Regions from separate parts of the Rattus norvegicus genome. Here all the other regions are linked to region 2. The links are chromatin contacts, called in public Hi-C maps. All regions are on one chromosome and are shown on one strand. The core of a region is the stretch at or near the end of the contact, and the rest is flanking DNA. Distances in the headings are between cores, read along the strand shown. Region 1 overlaps Ctif (cap binding complex dependent translation initiation factor). Region 2 holds the start of Smad7 (SMAD family member 7). Region 3 overlaps Dym (dymeclin).

Region 1 (3,113 bases), core at 420-2,919, 140 kb before region 2:
CTGGAAAGCAAGAAGGGTTCTCTCTCTCTCTCTCTCTCTCTCTCTCTCTCTCTCTCTCTCTCTCCCTCCCTCCCTCCCTCCCTCCCTCTCTCTCTCTCTCTCTCTCTCTCTCTCTCTCTCTCTGAACAGGCAGCGAGCTGACCCGGCTGGGCCTTACCTCCTTTCTGTATGGTTCACGAAGGCAAGAAAAAGAAATGGTGGATTCATTGGGCTGTCCCTTTTCTGGCAGGGATGTGGGGGGGCTAGAGGCTGAAGCTGGATCGCTCTGGATGGCAGGGAGGGTCTGCAGGTAGCTGGGGTACTCTTGTGTCTTTGAGCAGCCTGAATAGTTAGGGCACATCAAGTCTGCAGAAGGCCCGAGGAGGCAGATAATTCCCTCAGAGGACCCTGTTCCTTTTGTTACCAGCTTGTACACATCTTTAACGACTCTCTTCCCAAGCCCCCAAGGCTAAGCCTATACTGTAAGACGAACTAGAGACAGTCAGTCAGACGGACAGACAGCAAGAACTGTGCACCCTTAATGATTGGAGGCCATTGGGGTATTCACACAAGCAGCCTGAGCTGCCCAGACAAAGAGCTGCCTTGTCCAAAGCTGTGGCCCTGCCTTTTATTTTTTTTTTTTTACAACCCCCACTGCTATGCGATTTGTCGTGACCTCGTACATCGAGGTGGCCGTGGCTGCATTTCAGAAGGATGTTAAGTGGCTCGGGGCTCAAAACTGGGAAGATCAGAAGGGGTTTTACTCGAGGGTGAGGGATGCTACACATTACACACACACACACACACACACACACACCTCAGTAGCCTTCACTTGTTAGCATATATCTTCTCCCTGTAAACTTGGCCGCCCACCACAGACACCTTGGCTCCTCTGCCTGATAAAGGGGAAGTTCTCGTGCCGGGCACTTGAGCATACACTGATATGGGGTGCGGGTCTTGCTGCCGGCTCCCCATGCTTCCTCTCCCTGTCCAGACAGAAGGGGCAGTGGGAGCTGGTTGATAGGAAAGTCCCAGAGGGGCAAACTGGCCAGGGGCCAGCTCAGCTTGAGAAGCATCTATTGAGCTCCCTGTGTATGACTGGGGACAGAGTACTCTGTAGGACCCAAGAAAGGAGGGACGTTCAAGCCAGCAACCCTTCCATGATCCTGTTCCCTCTGTGATCCCACCCCTCCACTGTCTGGCCCGGTTTTCCTACACTTAGATCTCAGAAAGCCAAGCAGCCAAAAAAAAAAAAAAAAAAAAAAAAAAATGCTCCCTAGGGGAAGTCACTAAAGGCAAACCCACCCTGTCATGAAGTTCCTTTTCTCTTTCTTGCTGTCAGTCTCCCCAGTCAGTGACCCTAAAGGGCTCGCTTGCAAAAGTTTGTTCTCTGGACTTTGTGTTTTCCCCATCTGCTCTACCGTCCTAGCTCCTGCTGGCTCAGACCCCAGCGCCAGCCCCTGTCTGTCCCTGCAAACACAAGTCAGCTGTGTGTGCAGACAAAGCTCAAAACTCCGTGGGGGCTGGGCCAAGCAGAAGGGACATTTCCAGGGAACTCTGGGGGCAATGGCTGGGAGGGCAGAGGCAACCGTCTGATTAGCAGGGACTCGGCGGCACAGTCTAAGGCAGAGAGGGTGCGGGGGCCTTGGCTGGTCCCCAGGGGCCAGTGGCTGTGGGTGGTGACCAGGGGAGGCAGCCAGGCTGGAAGAAATCGGCTGTTTGAGAAGTGGAGGAAACCGGCTGGAGCGGAGAGATAACAGCGTGTTCTCTGTGTGTCTGTGTGCGTCTGCGTCTGCCGGCGAGGGCGACTGGAGCCAGGCGGTCTGAGGCCGTATCTAGTGAGATTTTTGTCCTGGGTTGTGAAAGTGACCCATGGAGCCAGCAGCAGGGTTCAGGGCCTGGGAGAGAGGACACGTGTCCCTGGCCTCCTCCCCATGTCTTGTGCTGGTCTCCCCCTTGCTCCCTTGGTCAAAGAGTAGAAGGCAGGGGAGGGGGAGGTTGGCAGGGGTGGGCAGCATCCTTAATACAGAGGAAATGGTAAAAAAAAAAAAAAAAAAAAAAGGCCCAGCTTTCAGCTTGATTGAGCCACTCGTTTGACGTATGAACTTGAATACTTCCCCTAATATTTCTGGCTGTCGCGGTCTCCTTGACTATAAAATGGGATTATTTATACCTTCCCCTGCATTGCCCACCAGGTGGTTGGAAAGTTCTTACGAAATAAGGGTGTGAAAATGGTTGGTAAATGGTAGAGTGCCACATGCAAAAACTCAAAATGATGGGCACAGCTATCTCCCCTGGTCTGCTTAGGGAAGACTTGGTCAGAGCACCTTGCCATGGGAGGCAGAGGAGGGAGTGCCAGATATGGACCCTGAGGCTCCCAAGAAGGTGACTCCATCAGTAACGAGGCAGGAAGGGATTTCTCCCTGGGTGGGAGGCTCGTTCCTAGGTCGTCCTCCCAGGGAGCAGGTGGCCTGGGTTGAGCATGGACTCCTCCAGGGAGACAAGAAAGCTGAACAAAGACTCACCCGTGGTAGCCAGGGGTCTGCCTGCCCGGGAGACAAATGACAACTGCTCAGAAATGTGGGGAAGCACCTTGCTTTGCTCCCTTAAGCCTCAACTGCCAGGTCACCTTCTCGCTCCACCATGTCCCCGACCTGGAAAGCAGCCAGATGATCTGGAAACTCAGAAGGAGCTGGCAAGAGTGACAAGACTGTGAGTCTATGAGTCTGAGAGAAGCTGAGCTATTTAAAGCATGCAGCGTGGGGCGAGGGGGGAGGGGGGCTGAGTGCCACCTACCCCAGGGGCCTCGCAATAGCTTGCCCTTCCTTGGCCCAGATCCTGTACCACAGGGCATCCACAGGAACATGGGTCAGATGTCCGGGCTCCGAGAAGCTGCAGCTGATATGGCATGAAAGGGCAGCTCAGCCTGGCCTAGGGTTTGGGTCCTTTCTTCTGATCCTCCAGGCTGAACTGATCCAACCACATAGGCGCCTTGGTCTCCTGTGCCTTGTAAAGAAGGCTGGTACTTAGATTCCTGAAGAGGAGTCTAATCCTGCAGTCCCAAATAGAGAGGGGCAGTGGGCAGGAGCAGGAACTTTGCCTGGTTGCCACTTCCTGTTTCTGGGTCAGATTTT
Region 2 (3,628 bases), core at 667-3,166:
CACCTGAACACTTTGCACAGCAGGAGGGGGAGCGAGTAGGACGAGGGCGGCTGCGCGGGCTGCGCGCTGGCGGGCGCCCCCGGGCCCAGCCTGCAGTCCAGGCGGCCGGGCAGCAGGAGGCACGCGGTGCGCGTACCGCCGCGGGACTCCACGGCCTGAAGCAGCAGCTCCAGCTGCCGCTCCTTGAGTTTCTTGAGCACCGAGTGCGTGAGCGCCTTCAGATCCGCCTCGGCGCCCCCGGCCGCCCCGGCACCCGAGGATGGGGGATGGGGATGGTGGTGACCTTTGGCACCTCGGACTGCCTTACCCAGGCAGCAGCCAGCCCTGCCCGCACCGCCGCCACCAGCCCCATAAGCCCGGCCGTCCGTCGCCCCTTCTCCCCGCAGGTCGCCTCCGCCGCCGCCACCCCCCACGCCCTCCTCCTCGTCCTCGCCGCCGGGCGCACGGCTCCTCCAGAGACGCCGGACGAGCGCAGATCGTTTGGTCCTGAACATGCGGGGCGAGGAGGCGAGGAGAAAAGTCGTTTGCCGGCTAAGGAGCGAACATGACCTCCGCACACCATGAAGAAGTCGGGCGCCGAGTTGGGGCAGCAGGCGCAGGCGACAGCAACAACAGCAGGGGCCCGGGCAGAAGCGGCGGCGGCCCGAGGGGCGCTCCGTGGCATGCGCCAGTCTCCCGGAGGCCGGGGCGCGCGCGGGGGCCCAGGGGCGCCCGCCGGGGATCGGGGGCCTGCGCTTCGGCTGCCCCACCCGGCGCGGCCCGCGCCCTGCGCGGCTCTCGGGCCCCGGCGTGCCCCTGAGGAACGCGGCCGCCGCTTCCCTGGGGGCGGCCGAGGCAGCCCCGGTCGACGCCTCTCCCCAAAAAGGCCCCCCTACAGTGGCTCCCGAGTGTCGGGCTCGCCAGCCTCGGCTTCCTACATGGAAGATCCTCAGGGGCAAAAAACGAAAGACGTTAGGCTGAGCTACTGAAGGGAGGAAAAAGCCTCTTTCCCCCTTGCTAAGCAACTTAATTTGGGGGTGGGGAGAAGCAGGCAATTAAAAAAAAAAAAGGCAGGCACACGATTTATTTTTTTCTTCTATATCCTTAGTAACCGGATCTCCTCGAATTCTGTGCACGCGAAGACTTGAGGGAGGGGGCCGAGTAGACTTCACCCCTCGTGAGATGTCTGGAGGGTCTCTCAAAAACCCCAAAACCAAATATGCAAAGCCCCCAGTGAAAAAACACACCACCTTCTCGCACCTCGGAGGTCTGGAGGGCACCGGATGGAGCCGGGGTTTAAAAAGAGAAAATGTTTACAAAGTAGAACAAGATGTTGGAAGGGTGGGGGGAAAAACCGTATCCACGAGTTACATCCCCTTTTTTTCCTTGCTGAACCCCGCCGGTCTTCCTTTCCTTTTCTTCTGTCAAAAAAAAAAATCGTATTTCTTTTAATCCACAGAAAGGTCTGGTTAGGCTGCTTCAATCTTGCGTATCTGGGTGTTTTAGAGTCTCTGGTCTTTCCTCCTGCGCTCCCGGGGGCCCAGGTCCTCGGCGGGGACTTCCTCCGCGCTGGGGAAGCAGGGACAGAAGATGCTGCGGCGGCGGCTGCGCCCCGGGGGGCTGTCAGCGCGGGGGAGGGCGGCGCGGCGGCGGGCTCCGGCGGGTCGCAAGCTCTCGCCCCCGAGGGCACAGGCGGCAGGCTAGCTAGCGTGGGGGCTGCCGGTGCCCCTTCTCCTGGCCGAGGGTGGTCGCTGGGGCTGCTCGCATAAGCTGCTGGCCCCGACCCGACAGTGGCGGCAGGAGGCCCGGGTGTCCTCTCGCAGCCTCTTCCTCCGAGACTCTCTTCGTCGCGCCCGGGAGCCTCCTCGTCCCCCGTCCGCCCTCTCCTGGCGCTCGAGTCCTTCTGCCGCCGCTGGGGGCTCGCCGCGCCGCACTCAGGGACTCCGGGGCCGAGCGCTCGGCGGCGTGGCGCCGGCTGGCTGGCTGCGTCTCAGGCAGCTCTCCGGCGCGGCGAGCGGACCGAGCGAGGCGCCCGGCTGGCTCTGCTGGCGCTGCTCGGGGACAAGATCCTCTGTGCGCCGAGCAGCGAGCGAATGTGCCCAGGGCTCGCCGCCTCCCGCAAGGCCTCCCGCCTCCGCCCCCTTCCCTCCCCCCTCTACCCCTCCCTCCCCCGCCCCCAGCCGCCGCCGCCTCCTTCCCGCCCCCCCACCCGTCCCTCCGCTCGGCTGGTTCCACTGCGCAGTGGCGCGCCCGGCTCCGGCCTCGTCACGTGGCCGTCTAGACACCCTGTCGCTTTAAAAAAAAAAAAGCGATTGTGTTTCGCAAACAACAGATCGGGTTTCTAAAAGCTATTTCAACCCCCCTCCCAGTTACCGCCACCCTCTCCCAGGTCTACAGAGGGGTACCCACGGGCGGAGGGAGGTGGGAGGCCGAGACGGCCCCGGGGGTCGGCGGAGACCCAGGGGGAGCAGGGGGAAATCGGAAGAGCTGGGGGCGTGGAGCGGGCGAGTTTGGAGCGGAATGAGCCGGTCAGTGGCCCGATTTAGACCAGTGGAGCTCGCCGGGGCGCTTCATTCATTCGTTTTGTTTTAAGGCCCTGGCGGCGGATCCCTTGGAAAGGGGAGGAGATCGCTGTCTGTTTCAAAGACATTTACACCGGCCAGGACAGAGGCCCTGGGAAGTGTGCGCTAGAGGGAACAGCCGGGCGGCCGAGGGCGGAGAGGCGGCGCGAATGTGACCTCAGCGGCCGCCGCGCTCCCTCCCGCCCTCTCCCGCTCCGGGCTCGGGTTTCTAGGACTGCCTGGAGAAGTGTGTCTTGTGCACAGCTCTGGAATGCATTTGGCAGGCTGACGAGCAGCGAGGGGCAGCATCCTGGAGGGAGGAGGGGTGCAGCTCGCCTGCGCGCCGCCGTCAGGTTTCCTCCGGGCTTGGAAGACCTCCGGCACCCGCCACTCGGCCTCCTGGCGCGCGAACGTTACCCAGTGAGCAGACCTGCTTAGAGCATTCAATCGCATGCGGGGCCTACTTGGGGTCAGAGAGTTTTTCCCTTGACCTCAGGTTCCAGAGAAAGCTATCCCCAGATGCAGGTGACTGCTTGGAACTAGAAAAGGTATTTGTCAAGCGAAAGTCCTGTGGGTGCTGGTCTGAGGATAGTACTAGGGTGTTAAATGTGACTGAGACAACTAGTTGGCATGGTGACCCAGACTCACATATTTATTGGGTTTTTTTGAAAAGTCTCTTGAGGGGCTGGGGATTTAGCTCAGTGGTAGAGCGCTTACCTAGGAAGCGCAAGGCCCTGGGTTCGGTCCCCAGCTCCGAAAAAAAGAACCAAAAAGAAAAAAGAAAAAAGAAAAGTCTCTTGAAATTGTAACAGGATAGTAATAAAACTCATGGGGGTGGGGTAAAGATTTTTTACCAAATGTGGACTGTAATTATTTCTTCCAACCGGAATTATATGTTCTGACCAGTAACTTCTGTTTCTAACCTGATAGATACTTTCAAGGGCTGGAAGTATAATTCATTAGAGGTCCTGGGTTGAGTTACTAGCAACTCAAACAAGGTAGGAGTCAAGGTAGGAGTTAGGTCTGCAGACCATTCCCCTACCGCACTATATGATAAAAAAAAAAAAGAAAAAAAAGAAAACCACAAG
Region 3 (3,150 bases), core at 541-3,040, 240 kb after region 2:
TCAGCGCAAAGCACTTGCCTGGCATGTAGAGGAGCTGGACGCTGGACTTCATCCCCCGCACAAGAGTCAAGGGGCTTGGAACTAGTAAGGACCTGCTGGGAGCTGGCTTATCGAGCTTCCCGCTGGTCTGTATTTTCTACAATATACGTATATGGTTCTGCTGTCTATGAACTGCTGGTTTGGAGCAAACATTTACTCTAAAATTATCATTTTATGGCTTGCATTGTTGTGGGTACTTGGAATACAAACAGAGAGCAAAGTGACAACCAATGACCTCCTGGAGTCTACCTGGGAAGAGGCCAATGAGAAATAGCCAGTGTGAAGTCTGGCACTCTACCCACCCCATAACTATTTGTTTTGGTTTCTTGTATATCCTTCCAAAGTTTCTGCATGTACAGACAAATGACTATATTTCTCCCCATATATACACTAAACAGACACAGATAGACAGAGACAGACAGACAGACAGACAGACAGACACACACACACACACACACACACACACACACACACACACACACACACACACTGTTCTCTACCTTGGTGTTTTGTTTGTGGAGGCCTGGGGCTGACAGTCTTTTCCATTTCTCTCCTTATTCACTGTGACAGGATCTTCCAACTGAACCTGGACTTCATTATTTCAACCAGCCCAGCTGGCCTTTAGCTCTGGAGAATTCTGCCATCTCAGAGCTGGAATTACAGTGAGCCCCACATCTAGTGGCATTTATGTGGACGCAGTGGGAGTCTGAACTCCAGTCCTCAGCATCCGCTAAGCCATGTCTCCAGCCACCCATGTCTCACCGTTTCCACATAATGATCCCGTCCCCAACCCTCTTCTCCCCAATGGCACTCCACCTCTCAGTACACTGCCCTGAGCAAACGTGCACTGAGAGAGCTGCAAAGCCTGAAGCCTATGCTTTTGCAGACAGATGAGCACACCACCACCACCACAGCCGGAGAACCCAGAAACAGGTCTGCCTAATGTGACGGGAAATTGCATTTTTTTTTCCTATGTAGAGGAAACTGTGTCTTTAAAAATCGGCTCTTCTCAGCACACCAGCACACAGCCTCTAGGCAAACCAGGCCGTACCCAGGTTCAGGGTACTCACAGGCAGCTGTGGAACTGGGCTGGACTTGGCTAATCAGGTATTTGCTTTTTGACTTCTGAGACAGTACTGAGCGTGACCAGTTCTCTGAAGTCTAACCCACGGCCTGGTGCGCCGCTGCATCAAAGGAAATGCTTGCTGGAAAGAGTGAGATCCCAAAGCTCTTTTCCTTGGCAGCTGTGGTGCGATAGCACCACCAAGGGGAGCTCTGCTGCAGCACCTTATCCAACTTCCTCCCGAGAGGACACCAGGCGGCGGTGGACAGGGAATTAATCCGGCACAGTGAACGGCTGTACTAGGCTTCCAAGCATTCTCCGTGAGCTGAGCCAGCGGAGGGCGCCCTGCCTGAATGAGCATCCAGCCAGCCCTGGCCTGGCCTCCTCAGGTACGTGGTTACTGCACTGCCTGTAATCAAGGCACCTTGGTGCAGGGAGCCTTTCCTTCTCAGAGGAAACAAACACAGGCAAAAGTGTATGGCAAATATGAATCAAGGGGAGAAAAATGCAAAGACTATGAGGTAGAAACAATGCTGTCAGATACTGGTGGAAGTTGCAGGAAAGCAAAGAGCTCCTGCCATTCCTGGGACCCTGCCGCTTGGGAACCTGGCTGCAGTACTATGAGATGCTCACGCTCCAATGGCGAGGTCACCCAGAGAACTGAGGTGTTCCAGTCAACCCTGCAACGGGCCCCTGGCAGAGAGCTGATCGAACCAGTCCACTTGTGCAAGAGACTTCAAGTGCAATGCCATCCAGCCGAGCAATCAATCCCCTGCACTGAGAGGGATCACGACAAGCCCATGTTTTAGGCCACTGTGTAGGCAGGGGGTCCGGGACACAGTAACAGACAACACATGTCTGGCCAGACCAGGGCAAGATGGACAGTAAACTTAAGAACATTTGCCATGCATGGCTCTGTAAGAGCCCACGAGTTCCCCAGAGATTAAAAACGGACTATATATAGCCCCTCTCTATTCCAACTCCCTGATAACTATTTTCTCAATAAATATTTATTAAGTGGAAAAATGAATAATGCATGTATAGCTAAGTATTGATTATATTGACGGGAGGAAGTAAGGACATAACTAATTCAGAGACAGCAGATGTTTAGAGCCTGCAGCGGCCTGCAGCTCACATACTCGCACACACTCCCCTCGTGCTGCCTTCTGAAAGGGCGCTAAAGCACAGGATCTCACTCACGGCCTGGCCCTTGGGCTCTCCAAGATCTCTGAGGACTCCACACCATGCTTTTATCAATGAACACAGACAGATTTTAAAATTGAGAGCAACCTAAAATATGCATTAGTTCATTTAAATTAAGAATGAAAACTTTTTATGTGGACATAAATATTAGTTAATAAAGAATAACTCTCTAGTCATATGAAAATGACTATGAATCTTGCTTCAATGCGTTTACAAAACAGCTCCTAAATGCTGACACACTTACTCCACGGTGTGCTCCAAACCCCACATTTATTACCAGCATCACTGGTGTTACAGTGTCAACATTACCAGGAAGCAAATTCAATTCTGATTTCTGCCGAAAGCTCTTAACTCTGCAACCAACACCCATAGTTGTCCTGTTTGAAGTCATGAGCTCATTTAATTCATTTTAAAGTAAATGCCAGGTTTACATAACCACTGCTACTGGTTTTCTCATGTCAAAATTACATCCATCCAACAAGTGGCTAGTTTTTCGCAAGTATGTGCAGAGGGAAGGCATTGGGTCCTAGCACAGTGTCAGTGGGTTTATGCTAAGGTATGAGGGAAGGCACTAGGCTGTAGTATACTATAAGGCGGGTTTATGCTAAGGGGTGAGGGAAGATACTAGGCCTTAGTACAGTGTGGGTGGGTTTAAGCTAAGGGAAGACATTAGGCCTTAGTACGGTGTATTACGGTATGCTAAGGCCTGAGGGAAGGCATTGGCCCTCGTAGAGTGTGGGTGGGTTTACACTAAGGTTTTAGCCAACGATTTATTGTGACAGGGAATATGACAAAGTCTGATTCTAGGTCCCCCAAGGCCTGTAGACCACACTTGAAACAAGACA

The links. Hi-C and Micro-C count contacts between places; a contact is called where the count stands out from the background.
Region 1: a Hi-C map of kidney shows a contact between it and region 2, with 2.3 times the contacts expected there. The contact joins the enhancer-like site here to the promoter of Smad7 in region 2. A contact is called at or near these places in 10 of 12 Hi-C or Micro-C datasets (the A7r5 cell line, Schwann cells, frontal cortex and 5 more) and 1 of 1 datasets of contacts at active chromatin or transcription factors (oligodendrocytes).
Region 3: a Hi-C map of liver shows a contact between it and region 2, with 4 times the contacts expected there. The contact joins the enhancer-like site here to the promoter of Smad7 in region 2. A contact is called at or near these places in 4 of 12 Hi-C or Micro-C datasets (the A7r5 cell line, the Rat2 cell line, Schwann cells and 1 more) and 1 of 1 datasets of contacts at active chromatin or transcription factors (oligodendrocytes).

What each region holds. Positions count from the first base shown.
Region 1 is chr18:71,403,502-71,406,614 of GRCr8, reverse strand. All of the region lies in intron 10 of Ctif (cap binding complex dependent translation initiation factor), which reads left to right. Among named protein-coding and RNA genes, the nearest start is that of Smad7, 140 kb to the right of the region's middle. Within about 2 kb of position 1,669, at least 54 of the 93 cell types and tissues checked have an H3K27ac peak or open chromatin away from gene starts, as enhancers often do. A contact at or near this core is called in the A7r5 cell line, Schwann cells, kidney and 1 more, where this site is marked.
Region 2 is chr18:71,261,796-71,265,423 of GRCr8, reverse strand. It overlaps Smad7 (SMAD family member 7), which reads right to left and starts at 1,916. Exons shown (of 4, transcript NM_030858.2): 1 at 1-1,916. The coding sequence starts at 494.
Region 3 is chr18:71,023,316-71,026,465 of GRCr8, reverse strand. The region is part of intron 13 of Dym (dymeclin); the gene reads right to left. Among named protein-coding and RNA genes, the nearest start is that of Dym, 140 kb to the right of the region's middle. Within about 2 kb of position 1,790, at least 5 of the 93 cell types and tissues checked have an H3K27ac peak or open chromatin away from gene starts, as enhancers often do. A contact at or near this core is called in liver, where this site is marked.